3 separate regions of the Mus musculus genome follow, and all the other regions are linked to region 2. A link is a contact called in public Hi-C and HiChIP or PLAC-seq data. All regions are on one chromosome and are shown on one strand. The core of a region is the stretch at or near the end of the contact, and the rest is flanking DNA. Distances in the headings are between cores, read along the strand shown.

Region 1 (3,598 bases), core at 543-3,042, 240 kb after region 2:
TTCCTTCCACTGAAGGCCACAGAGAGGCAGGAGAGCCCCTGCCAGGCCTTTTGTCTCTAGGCTGCCATGATATTCCCAGGCTACTACCTAATGTTTGTCTTGACCTTGATTTTTTTGTTGTTGTTGTTTTTTTGTTTTTTGATACAGAGTTTTTCTGTATAGCGCTGGCTGCCCTGGAACTCACTCTGTAGACCAGGCTGGCCTCGAACTCAGAAATCCGCCTGCCTCTGCCTCCCAAGTGCTGGGATTAAAGGCGTGCGCCCAGCTACTACTGCCCAGCTGACCTTGATACTGTAGAAAGGTGTTGATAAGGTGATTGGTTCAGAACTCTGCATGCATGTGTGCCTGGGTATCTACATGTGGGTATTCATGTGTGCACACACATGTGAATTAAATATACACACTCAAAGGACCACTGAGGCCAGGTATAGGGTAAACAAGAGAGGGAATGATTGCTCTGTGGTGGCTTCAGCTGGCAATGTATTTCTCTTCCAAGGAGTGAACTTCTCCTACATCTGAAGACCTACAACTTGTACTATGAAGGTCAAAACCTGCAACTCCGACACCGAGAGGTAAGGCATTCCCAAAGGAGGTATGGAGGCCTCCCTGGAAGGGCCCAGACTCTTAATCATCCCTCCTGCAATGGGAGATGACCCTAGTATTAGGACGGTGATAGATGATGTCCTTCAGGTTCTTTGGAAGGTTTCTCTGTTCCAGTTTTGATCCAGAAAGGATGGGTGTTCTGTTCTAGAGATATCGCTATAGCAGATATTGCCCAGGCTCCATCTCAAAGCCAAGTTCACTCATCCTATATCTGTTTCTGTAAACTATGAAGAAGCTTATTAGAATGACTTAGGCTCAAGTGTTCTTGGTTAGCTAGAATACATTTCCAGGGGATCAGTCCCTTGTGGTTTAGTTCATAGAAAGAGAGATCAGGTAGTGAATTTTAGTTTATAGAAAGAGAGGTAGGCCTTTGGGGAATAGAATATAAGGTGCAGTGACCTTCCTCCATCTCAGTCCTATTGTGGGTTAAATTCCATCCTGCAATTGGACAATATCAAGGAGCAACGCCAGCCCTGGCCATCTGGAAACCATAGAAACAGCCCTGCCTGCATAAAGCCTTTCTCCTTAAGACCACCGAAATGCTTTAACGTCGTTGTATTCCTCTCCCATCTTGTTTTGTATTACCCTCTTCACAGAGTGGATCCTTTGGCCCAGGCCAGTTGTTGACCATTAAACAGGCATCCTGAAGATCTTCATGATCCTTCTCTGACACCCGTGAAAGCTTGGGTTCAGAAGGGAGAGGAGCCTGGTCCTTAACTGGTGGCTGGGCTGTGAGCAAGAACCAGGACCTGGCATAGCTGTCCTGCTTCTGTCTTTGGCTTACTTTGTGCAGCTATGAACACACAGCCTGACAGACAACTTAAAAGGAGAGAGGATTTGTTTGAGCTCACAGTGTCAGAGGGCTTGGCCTGTGGACACTTGGCTTTTTGTGCCCAGGCAGAAGATGCTGGTGGTGGGAGTTCTTTACCTCATGGTAGGTAGGAAGTAGAGACACACAGGAAGGTACTAGAGACCGGGTGGCCCACTTCTTCCAGCTAGGCCCTCCTTCCTAAGGTTTCCACAAGCAGGGGAGCAAACCTTTAGCATGTAGCCTGCGGGAACATCTTGTAAACAAACTAGAACAATCCTGTCGTCAACTCTCTGAGACCTCACAGTCAAAATAGGATTGGAGGGGCTGCATCTGGGAGGGTTTTATGTTGAACTTCTTGTTAGTCAGCAACCTCTGAGTATAACTTTGGAATTCCTGAAGGATTTATTCGCCTCTTGGGAGGTGTAGTGGTGTGTTAGATTATGAAAAACACTGGGGGAGTTAGTTCTTCTTTAAAAAATAATTAGATGAGGACTGTGGCTTGCAGCTAGCAGACACTTGACACCTTTTAAGGCAACACTTCTGCTCTAGGAACGTGCTCTGTAAGTAAACTTGGGGGAAGCTTTGAATCTCTGTTACCCAAAGTCAGGTCAGATTGCTAAACGCAAGGGGAAACAGCCAGTTCTAGGGTTTTGTCCTTGCTTCTAATTAGGCCAGTCTCTGTTATTTTAAGAGAGGTTCTGACCCTCTCTCTGTTTCTCTCTCCTTCCTTCCATCTTAATTGTTTTCCTCTCTCCTTCCTTTCTTTCCTTCCTTTCCTTCCTCCCTCCCTCCCTCACCTCTCTCCCTCTATCCTTTCCTTTCCTTTCCTTTCCTTTCCTTTCCTTTCCTTTCCTTTCCTTTCCTTTCCTTTCCTTTCCTTTCCTTTCCTTTCCTTTCCTTTCCTTCCTTCCTTCCTTCCTTCCTTCCTTCCTTGTTGATTTTGGTCATGTGCTCATTCTGAAGCTCATCCTGGCCTGGAACTGTTGGCAATCCTCCTGCCTCCACTTCCTGAGTCCTGACACTATAGATAGGAGCTATCACACCTCTTATTGTACTCTGATTTCCTTAAAGTCATTAAGATGAAGGCAATAAAAACGGTTTGATGAATTGCCCACGTGTGTCTCAGTTTTAAAGAAACAGGGTCTTGCTGGGGATCTCCCACATGCTGCTGAGAACCTTGTGCTGTTGACCTTTGAGGTCATCTGTGAGGAGCTGGAACTTCCCAGCAGAGCGTGCCTCAGAGCTAGGATTTGCTCACTGCTCCCTCCCTCCCTCGCATCCTATGGATCCACTCTGGGCTCAGCACCCTCGGTTGTTTCATGGCAGGAGGAAGACGAGTTCATTGTGGAGGGGTTACTGAACATCTCCTGGGGGCTGCGCAGGCCCATTCGGCTGCAGATGCAGGATGACCACGAACGCATCCGTCCTCCTCCATCCTCCTCCTCCTGGCACTCCGGCTGTAACCTGGGCGCACAGGGGTGAGTGAAGGGAGATGAATTTGAGGGTATCTGGGGGCTGCTGGTCCAGTTCCCAGCACCCCAACTGCTATCTGCCACAGGTTTGGGATGGGGACAAAGGGACCTCTCACCTGCCTGACTCCACAGGCACAGAGTGAAGAGGGGTGGTTCTGAGTCAGCAATGGGGAGTACAGGGTAATGGGCAGCAGAGGGCCCTCCCTCCAGGAGCCCTAGCCAAGCCTGAGGCTTCCGACAGGGTGCCAACACACACATCCTCCCAACTTGAATGGTCCTGCTCCAGGGACATCTAGGATTTGAACTCACTGATCAAAGCTCTCTCCCTCTTGGTGGAACCTAGTAGAAGAGAAAGGAATGTTCTGTCTGAGCCAGCCGAGTGAGGTCAGCCAGCGAGCTTCTGTACACCTGGAACAGGTCATGGCAGGAGGCAGGAGTCTAGGAGGTCCTCTATTGAACCTCATTGCAAGGTCAGCGAACAGCAGCATGTCTGCTCTCCCACCTTCTGTGACTGAATGAGAAGCTGGATGCTGGCACGGGGCCGATCTTCTTGTTCTCTCTGGGACTTCAGTCTTGAGATCAAGTGACTAACTAGCCTTGTTCCCCTCGAAACTTGCTGAGGTGGGCGGCATTCGGGCCAGAGCCTGGGTGGAGTGTGCTGGCCACTCAGCCAAAACCACAATGACGTGCTTTCAAGTTTAAAGGGGAACTG
Region 2 (3,980 bases), core at 183-2,682:
GTTCTCTCTTCCATCGTGGAGATAGCAATAAAAAAATGTTTCTCTTGAGTTTATGTAATTACGTTGTGCAAAGTTTTCTGGTAGCCTTGTTTGGGATGTAGCTCTTTTAAAATACAACTTTAATGGCAGTGCAGGGGGTGGGGTGGATAAATCTCTCCCTAGGCCAACCAGGACTACATACAGTCCATCTTGAGTGAAGCAAAGGCCCAAACTTCGTGGCTACTTGATCCAAGAAGGGTTAAAAAGGCCCTGTGGTTTTGATCATGATATGCTACATAAAACTAAAGAATATTTGAGTATATTTATTGTGTATGTGTGAGGCTCATGTGGGGGTCAGGACAATTTTATAGGAATTGGTATACCCCAGCACCCTGGCTTCCAGGGGTTGAATGAAGTTCTTCAAGCTTGGTGACAAATTATCCTACCTCCCCTCTCAGTTTTTATGTGTGTGTGTCTTTTGCAGGTATGAGTGAGCATGCGTGTGTTAACCTGGTTTGGTGTGGGGAACCATTTTCAGTTCTTGCTATATTTCAGCAGGATCTCAAACCATGGCTAGTATAGAGCCTGTTTGCTCTGTTCCGGGAGGCCACATTTGAAGGCCTTTAAATACTAAGCTCTATCTGTGGACCCCAAGATATTTTTCCTTTGTATTTCATGTTTGACAGTATGTAGACAATACAGCTTTGTTCTGGGAGGTTGTTGGTTAGAGCTCATGCCTAGTAGCTACAACTGTTCAATACTTTGAGCCAATTAAGTGCAGAAGGAAGTAGCCTGCAAATACTGCTCTCAGAGAACTCTGGAGTGGTGGGAATGCTTTATCAAGACGTCACTTTCATGAGGATGAATGTTAGAACTCAGCTGTGTCTGGTAGGTAGGACACTTACCTGGGTAGTGTTTAATAATCAGGTAGTAATAACAAGATTTTGGGGCTGTGAGAACGCTAATTAGTGAGTGGTGACCAGTGTCAGCATAGGGGTGTTTAGGACAGGGCAAGATTCCTGGTGGGTATCCCTTGTCCACCCCTCTGGATACCCAGGACTCTGCTGTGCACCGATGTGGCCATGGGGTCAGGACTGGAACCTCAACAGTTTTGCTGTGAACTCGATCCTGGTGGGTGAGACCCTAAGTACGCGCCCGCCCACCCTATGGAGGTAGCAGGTCCTGGTCACCAGGGCAAAAGCAAGCCGCTACCCGGTTGAGCATGGTGGCATTCGCCATTTGTCCCAGGCAAACCTTATGTTCGAGGCCAGCCTAATCAGCATCCTGAGTTCCAGGACAGCCTGCGCTACGTAAAGAAACGCTACCAAACATAAAACAAGACAGCAATGAAGCCCTCCAGCCATGTGCCCTGGAAGCAAGATTCGATGACACGATTTCCTGGTGACAGCACTTCCGGTGCGCCTCTATCCGCCACGTCACTTCCGCTGGGCTGTCCTTAAGACCGCCCCTTCCGCTTGGCTGTTGAGCGAGCCTTGCGAGCGCGCCTAACGGAGAACGGGGAGCGCAGCGCGGGTAGGGGGCGGGCGCGCGCTCCCGGAAGCCAGCCGCGAGACCTGGCCCTGCCACCGAGGCTGCTTCCCGGAGACAGTTAGTTCACGTTGGCGGCGGCGGAGGGCGACGAGAGGTTGTCCACAGCGCCACGCTTAGGTCCTTGTGGGCCCGGGAGGGTGGGCAGAAATCGTGGTGGGGCCGGTAAAAAGTGTAGCAGAAACTTGGGCTGATAGTTTTTTAAGTTGTCATTTACTATGTGATAACGCCACTCTAGAATCCCTTGCTAAGAAAAACAAATCTTCCCATTTCGTTGTCGTGCTGCAACGTTTTTGTTTTGGTGCGAGTTTATAAGTGGAAAGTACATAACTTTATAACTTGTAATACAAATCAGGCATGGTTTAATGCTTCGAAAATCCTGCTTATTGGTAGCTTCAACTTTTAGATATGAGGAATTAAACATGTTATGGGATGGCAACATCAAAAACCTAGTACCTAAGGTTTAGAAATGTAAATGGATTCCCGTTGCTCCTTTTTAGTACTTCTGAACTAGGATGTAATTAACCAAAACGCAGAAACACTTGACACCAGTTTTTTGCATGCTAGTTACTTAAGGTCGACTGTAATACCAGTGTCTGGCAGCTCATTAAGATCGAAAAAATATCACATGCCATTGTGGAGATTATGTGCAAAACATCACACCAGTGAAGGCCACTTAGTTTTCTTCTTAAAGATGGACTTTTTGCGTTTAGAATTCAAATGCCATTGCAAATAAAATAGTCTGTTTTGTTTACATAATTGTATGACTTTATAAAGAATCCACACATTTCATTTATGGTAGGGGAGAGTGTCTGGTCTTCCTATGTTGCCCAGACTGGCCTCCAACTTCGTATATCCACACCTTTCTTCCCAAGTAGTTGGGATTAGAGTAACCTACTGAAGTACTGAGCTTAAATTTCAAACTTTTAAGATTTAAACGTCATTGCTTTTAAATTTTACCTACTCTCAAATAATTCAGTAGTTATGATTTTTATTATGTCTGTCTGCTTTGAATAGTTTGAGTAAAACGGATTTTTAGATCCGTTTTTTCAGGAGCTACATGATGTGGAATGTAAACTCACTTGTTTCATGCTTGGGATGGGAGCAGAGAGGCAGGTGGCCGTGGATGTCTAGTGTGGTATGGATAGCCAGGGCGTTTCCCACATGGATAAGAATTTGTACATAGAACCGTACCACACCTAGAAGTAGACACGATGCTGATGTGTGTGTCATTCCTTATCCTCCTCCTCCTCCTTTCATGGCAGACAAAAAAGTTATGTGAATTTATGCTCCTGAGGAAAGTTAAGGGGTAGGCAGTACTGTAAGGGAGGGGTTGAAAATGTGAACATTGGACTTTAGAAAATTAGGCCAGAAACATCGGTAGCAGATTGAACAGAGCCTGATTCTTGGTGAAGTGCCTTTGGTGTCTTTCTGTGAAGTCAACCTAGATCCATAAAGGAAGCATGCTTAGTGTGTACAAGAAGTGTCGGGTCACCGTAAGCAGTGAAACGCCTAAGCTACCATGGGTAGCATGTGGCACAGCAGCTCGGAACAGTATCTGACATCCTTTCCTGGGCTGTACTGGGACTGCTGCAGACAACAAGTCTTTCCCTTTCAGACTAGCTGTGTTACTCTGTTATGATGCCGTCTCGTACCAACCTGGCAACTGGACTCCCCAGCAGTAAAGTCAAATATTCAAGGCTTGCCAGCACAGACGATGGCTACATTGACCTTCAGGTAACATAATCAATCAATTAAAAAAATTGGCTACTATCTGGACCAGCAAGAAACAAGCTGATTTCCAAGCTCTTTTGAGCCCCAGCTTGGAGAGGGGATCTTAGCAGGGCAGTTTCAGATATCTGCAGAGTTTTCCATTTCCAGTTTCAGTTGAAGTGCTAAAGCTACATAGTTATAGATTTTATTTGACTCATCCAGAAAATTCTTTGCTGACATCATGAGATGCAGATACAGATATTCTTTATGGCAAACAAGAATCTAAGCAAGTAAGTTTGTGTCCTCTCCTGACCAGTATTGAGTAGGATTAGCATCTCCTGTCCCTGAGGATAAAACAGCCTAGGTGACGCCTGAGCTAAGGAAGGAGTCCGTTCTTTTAAATATAAACAGATCAATAGTTCTTTGCATTTATGTGAAGAGGGGAGAGTAGCTCTGGGGAGCTTCCAAACCTGTAATGTCAGAGCTGGTAACAAGCTGAGCCTTAGAAGGTTTGCCTCTTACTTCTTTTTAAAATGTTCTTATGTTATTTGTACTAATAGTGGGTTTCATTGTAACATTTTCATAACATGCTTACACTGTATTTCAGCCTTAATCTGTCTCTGAAGCTTAACCTTGAGCTGAATCTACTTATGATGCGGGGCTTTGGGAAAGCTGAAGTGGAAGCTTTAGAGGTGGCTACGCAGTTAAGAGCACATACTGTTCTGCTGTTTTATTTATTT
Region 3 (4,111 bases), core at 1,046-3,545, 200 kb after region 2:
GCAAAAGGCATTGGATCCCATTACAGATGATTGTGAGCCACCAGGTGGTTGCTGGGAATTGAACTCAGGACCTCTAGAAGAACAGTCAGTGCTCTTAACCACTGAGCCATCTCTCCAGCCCGAATCATAGTTTCTTAAGAGAAGACTCCCCAGGTCCCAGAGGCCAGAGCTGGATTGCAAACTGGCTTGATCTTATGCAGGTTTTGTGCAGTCAGCTAGAGCTGCTCTTTAGTTCCCGAGTACAGTGTGGCCTTGCCATGTTCAGAAGACACTAATCAGCTACAGCCCTTCCAGACCTCTCTGGCTCTTACAATCTTCCCATCACCCTTCTTCAATGTTCTCTGAGCCATGAGGCGCTGCCTTGTGGCCGAACACTCCATGACTGCTTGTTGTCTACACTTTGACCACTGTGCACAGCACAGAAACATTTCCCGGATGAGGACAGAGAGCTGCATTGATCCGTGGGTACATGGATACGTATGTAGAATCAGTCGGATGCTAGGGCGTGTAGCAAACAATAGTGAGAGGCTCACCATGGGTGCCTATGTGCTCCCCAGGCACGGGCTCTTGGCCACATTTGCAGTACCAGGCTTGAATTTGCTCCTGTGAAGCTGGCCTGCAATCCAGAAAGTGGGTGGTCACTCCCCATAACATTCAAAGCACTCTAGAATTTAAGTGTGGAGATCGGAGCATGAAAAAAAGAAGGCAATGAATACACTTGTCATGTAAAAGAGTGAGTGAAAGGAAAGAAGCAAATGCCCTATGCTGCCCTTCCCCAGAAGCGCTGGGAGGTTTATCTAAGAGCCTTTGTCTTGGGAAAAACAACCAGAATCAAAGACTGTGCCTCAACTCTGGCATCCTACTCTGTGGGAGCTCCTACTGCATCTCCCAGTCTAAGCTACGCATTTCCCAGATTTCCCTTCCCTACACGGACTCAGGTCCAGGTTAGCCATGAGAGAAATGGGAGTGTGCTCTAGAAAGAAGCTTCAGATGGCAGCAGCTGCAGTTATGTTTGGAAGATGGGCAGCTGAATGGCATCACTGGTGTGTGACCAGACTGCAGCTCACCCTTCTTTCCCCGATCTGGGCTCTGCCATCTCCCACCAGCCACTCCCTGGCATGTGAAAAGAAGACACGGGTGCCAGTGTTTCCTGATGTGACTCTTTGGGTTCGGGCTTGTCCTTACTTTCCTTGCTTTGGGTCCACCTTTCCTAACTGTGTAACTCTAGCTGCCCTGGGCTTTCTACTTCACACAGAGAAAATAGCCTTCCTTTCATAGAGTTCTTCCTCAATTCCCTGCCGGTCTTAAAGACGTTACCAAGGGGTTGGGGCTATGGCTTAGTCGATAAAGTGTGTGCTACACAAGTATAAGGACCCGAGTTCAGATCGCCAGTTACCCATATGGACAGCTGGGCAGGGCAGCACACACCTGTAATCCCAGGGCTGGACCTGACTGATGGTCAACCAGCCGGGCCAGCTGAATCAGTGAGCTGCAGGTTCGGAGAGAGACCCTACGTCAAAATAATAATTAGAGAGTCAATGAGAAGCACACCCATGTGTGCACAAATGCATGTGTGCCCACACAGGTGTCTGTTAACCCAGAGAGAACTTGTACATGCACAAAGGGTGTGACCACACCTACTGCTACCTCAAGACTATGTAGTCTATGCTCATAGTAAATTCAAAGGGCATCCCATTCGTTAGGAAGGCAATCCCAACCTCTTCACCATGGCCCATGATACAAAGGTGACCTGACTTCCTCCCACCCCTCTGTCCTTCTCCTCTGAGCTGACCTTCTCCCTGTGTTTCTGGGTGCAACCTTATCATTCCTTTAGAACATAGCACACAGACCGGACATACATTCTCTGTGGAGACTCACTTAGCTGCTTCAGAAGCCGGCTTCCCTGGAAACTAGGATCTGGAGAGGAATTGGTTAAGCTTGTTAGAAGGGCTGGACAGTTCAGGCCTGTTCTCAATCAGGGCACAGTGGGAAAGCTTGGGAAAGTCTCCATAGCGAAGTGATTAGGTTGAACGTGGGAGAGAAAGAACATGCTGATAGTTCATCTCCACGTGTACCGAGGAGGGTGGAGGGCCGGGACAGGGAGGAAAGCAGTCAAGGTCTCACAGTGCTGAAACCCTGAGAGCTGGCTTTGCGACTGCAGAGACCGGGCCAGCTCTGGCAGAGGCTCAGCGTCTCAGGGTCGGCTGGAAAGAGCCCATGGACTCTCTCCTGCTGGTTGTGCAGTCCTGCCCGCCCCTGTTTGGCGTCTTCCTGAGGTTTCTTGGCCCAGGAAGCATGCCTTGGAAGCAACTCCCAGCAGCTGGCTCCTCTCTATAACCCCACGTGAGAGGGAGGTGGTGTATGTTCCCTGGCCAGCCCTCAGTCTGAACTCCTTCACACACAGGGAAAGATACTTGGTGTTGCTGAAACGCCATGGGACACAGGCAGCTCATTTCATCTTTGGGTTCTGACTCTTGGCCGTATAAGTGGAACATAAAACACCTCTCATTTCCACACTGCTCCAGGCACACAGCACCACACGCTGCTTTCCCACTGAGCTGGGGCTTCATGCCTTTTGAACTTGCTACTCTTTGCCTCAGTCCAGAATGTTTCTCCCCATCTTAGGAGCTCCTGCCACCTCTTAAGCCTGGAACCAGATGTGAGCAGTTCCATAAGGTTGCCCCTTATACAGCTTATTGTTCTTTCTTTCTGGACACTTCCACGTAGTGCCTGGCACTGAAAATGGTGGAGATGGGCGCCATCTTCAACCTGAGGAATACTTGTTCATCTTACAGTAGTTCAACAAATGCTGGAGGCTCGTTCTGAGTTTTTTGTTTCTTGTTTGTTTATAAGAGTGTTCCATGTAGTTAGGCTGGCTTTAAACTTACTACAGAGCTGAGGCTGGTCTTGAACGCCTGGTCTTCCTTCCCAGCTCTGGTTCTGAGTTCATCACGATGCCCAGGTGAAAGCTGATACACCTGCTGTCCACAGATTCAAATCAGGAAAGCGTCAACACACTTACATTGAATTTCCATGTTAAATATTCTGGTGTGCTACAAACAACACTTAAAAATCATAATTTATTCTCTTCTTTGAAACTCTGTGCAGCTGGTAACAAAAACCGTGATGATAGAATTCAGGCAAACCTGGCTGTTTAGGTTAGTTCTGCAATGCCTCTGTTGGCCACACCCTAATGGTGGTGATGGGACTATGTCATATCTTAGCCATCGGGATGAGAAGGGGCTTCTGGTCTGAGTGGATGGCATGCTTGCTGTAGGTTCAGCCTCCTTCCCCCACAGTCCCTACCAAGATATCCCACTTTCCACGCGATCCCCAGAATGGCCCAGGTATCGTCTATGTTCCTCTCACCCTGACTGTAGGGCACACATGGGGTCCCCAGGTTTCCCGCGTTTAGGCTTTTCTCAGGGGTAAGTATGCCTATTCCTTTAGTGCTTCCTGAAGCTTTAGAAGCTACCTGGTTCTACCATGGCTGAGGATGCTCCATCATGCAGCTCAGACATGCATCAAGACAGCTCCATGCTGCAAGGTCTCTTACTACTGATGAGACCCCTCACTGGTCTAAATTCGAGGATCTTATTGTCGAAAGGCTCCCTTCTGAGATGACCTTAGACGGAAGGTCTCTGGCCACGTTCTCAGGATTCCCGAATCCCACAGCTGTGTTTCACTCCTCCATCTGTGATGACCAAACAAGCTGACTTCCTCTTTTTTCTCCATCACTTACTTGTGTTTGGCTGCTGCTATTATTCATTTGATTGTTTTATTTCTCTGTGAGGACAGCGTGAGAGCTACACACGAGACGAATCTCCGTCCAAGGCAGTTTAGCACACCATAGTTAGTGTTTGTTTTTCATCCAACACAGCTCTACTGAAGCCCTGAGACAATGCTGCTGTCCCTGCTGAAGCTCTCTAGCAGTCTCTCCCATTACTTCAAACCAACTGCCAGCTCTCGGAGCTGGGCCATTTATTCTGCATGGACCTTTCACTCCCTGCTTATGCCAAGTTCATCGTTGGCATTTTAGTTTGTCGGTACAATGGTTTGTAAAATCCATGTTTTATTCTTTGAACCACAAATCTAATAGTTGCCTTAACAG

The links. A called contact is a pair of places that touch in the nucleus more often than the background predicts. HiChIP or PLAC-seq counts read pairs in DNA pulled down with a chosen protein or histone mark.
Region 1: a contact with region 2 is called in an H3K4me3 HiChIP or PLAC-seq map of microglia, with 7 times the contacts expected there. The contact joins the enhancer-like site here to the promoter of Tmem230 in region 2. A contact is called at or near these places in 7 of 39 promoter capture datasets (the C10 cell line, cranial neural crest, embryonic stem cells and 4 more), 1 of 15 datasets of contacts at CTCF or cohesin (the NIH/3T3 cell line), 16 of 484 Hi-C or Micro-C datasets (B cells, CD8 T cells, the CH12 cell line and 11 more), 22 of 115 datasets of contacts at active chromatin or transcription factors (the 230-238 cell line, the NIH/3T3 cell line, acute myeloid leukemia and 16 more) and 4 of 9 other capture datasets (adipose tissue, liver, macrophages and 1 more).
Region 3: a contact with region 2 is called in a Hi-C map of B cells, with 17 read pairs. The contact joins the enhancer-like site here to the promoter of Tmem230 in region 2. A contact is called at or near these places in 10 of 39 promoter capture datasets (the C10 cell line, the HPC-7 cell line, cranial neural crest and 7 more), 8 of 484 Hi-C or Micro-C datasets (B cells, the C2C12 cell line, CD4 T cells and 5 more), 5 of 115 datasets of contacts at active chromatin or transcription factors (embryonic stem cells, extraembryonic endoderm stem cells, forebrain and 2 more) and 3 of 9 other capture datasets (adipose tissue, liver and macrophages).

What each region holds. Positions count from the first base shown.
Region 1 is chr2:132,006,660-132,010,257 of GRCm38.p6, reverse strand. Rassf2 (Ras association (RalGDS/AF-6) domain family member 2) reads left to right here. Exons shown (of 11, transcript NM_175445.4): 3 at 497-572; 4 at 2,741-2,892. Among named protein-coding and RNA genes, the nearest start is that of Rassf2, 22 kb to the left of the region's middle. Within about 2 kb of position 1,792, at least 53 of the 459 cell types and tissues checked have an H3K27ac peak or open chromatin away from gene starts, as enhancers often do. A contact at or near this core is called in B cells, the NIH/3T3 cell line, embryonic fibroblasts and 3 more, where this site is marked.
Region 2 is chr2:132,245,240-132,249,219 of GRCm38.p6, reverse strand. Tmem230 (transmembrane protein 230) reads left to right here and starts at 1,432. Exons shown (of 4, transcript NM_027478.3): 1 at 1,432-1,647; 2 at 3,146-3,264. The coding sequence starts at 3,166.
Region 3 is chr2:132,041,440-132,045,550 of GRCm38.p6, reverse strand. No RefSeq gene overlaps it. Among named protein-coding and RNA genes, the nearest start is that of Gm31179, 13 kb to the right of the region's middle. Within about 2 kb of position 2,295, at least 112 of the 459 cell types and tissues checked have an H3K27ac peak or open chromatin away from gene starts, as enhancers often do. A contact at or near this core is called in Sertoli cells, adipose tissue, brown adipocytes and 1 more, where this site is marked.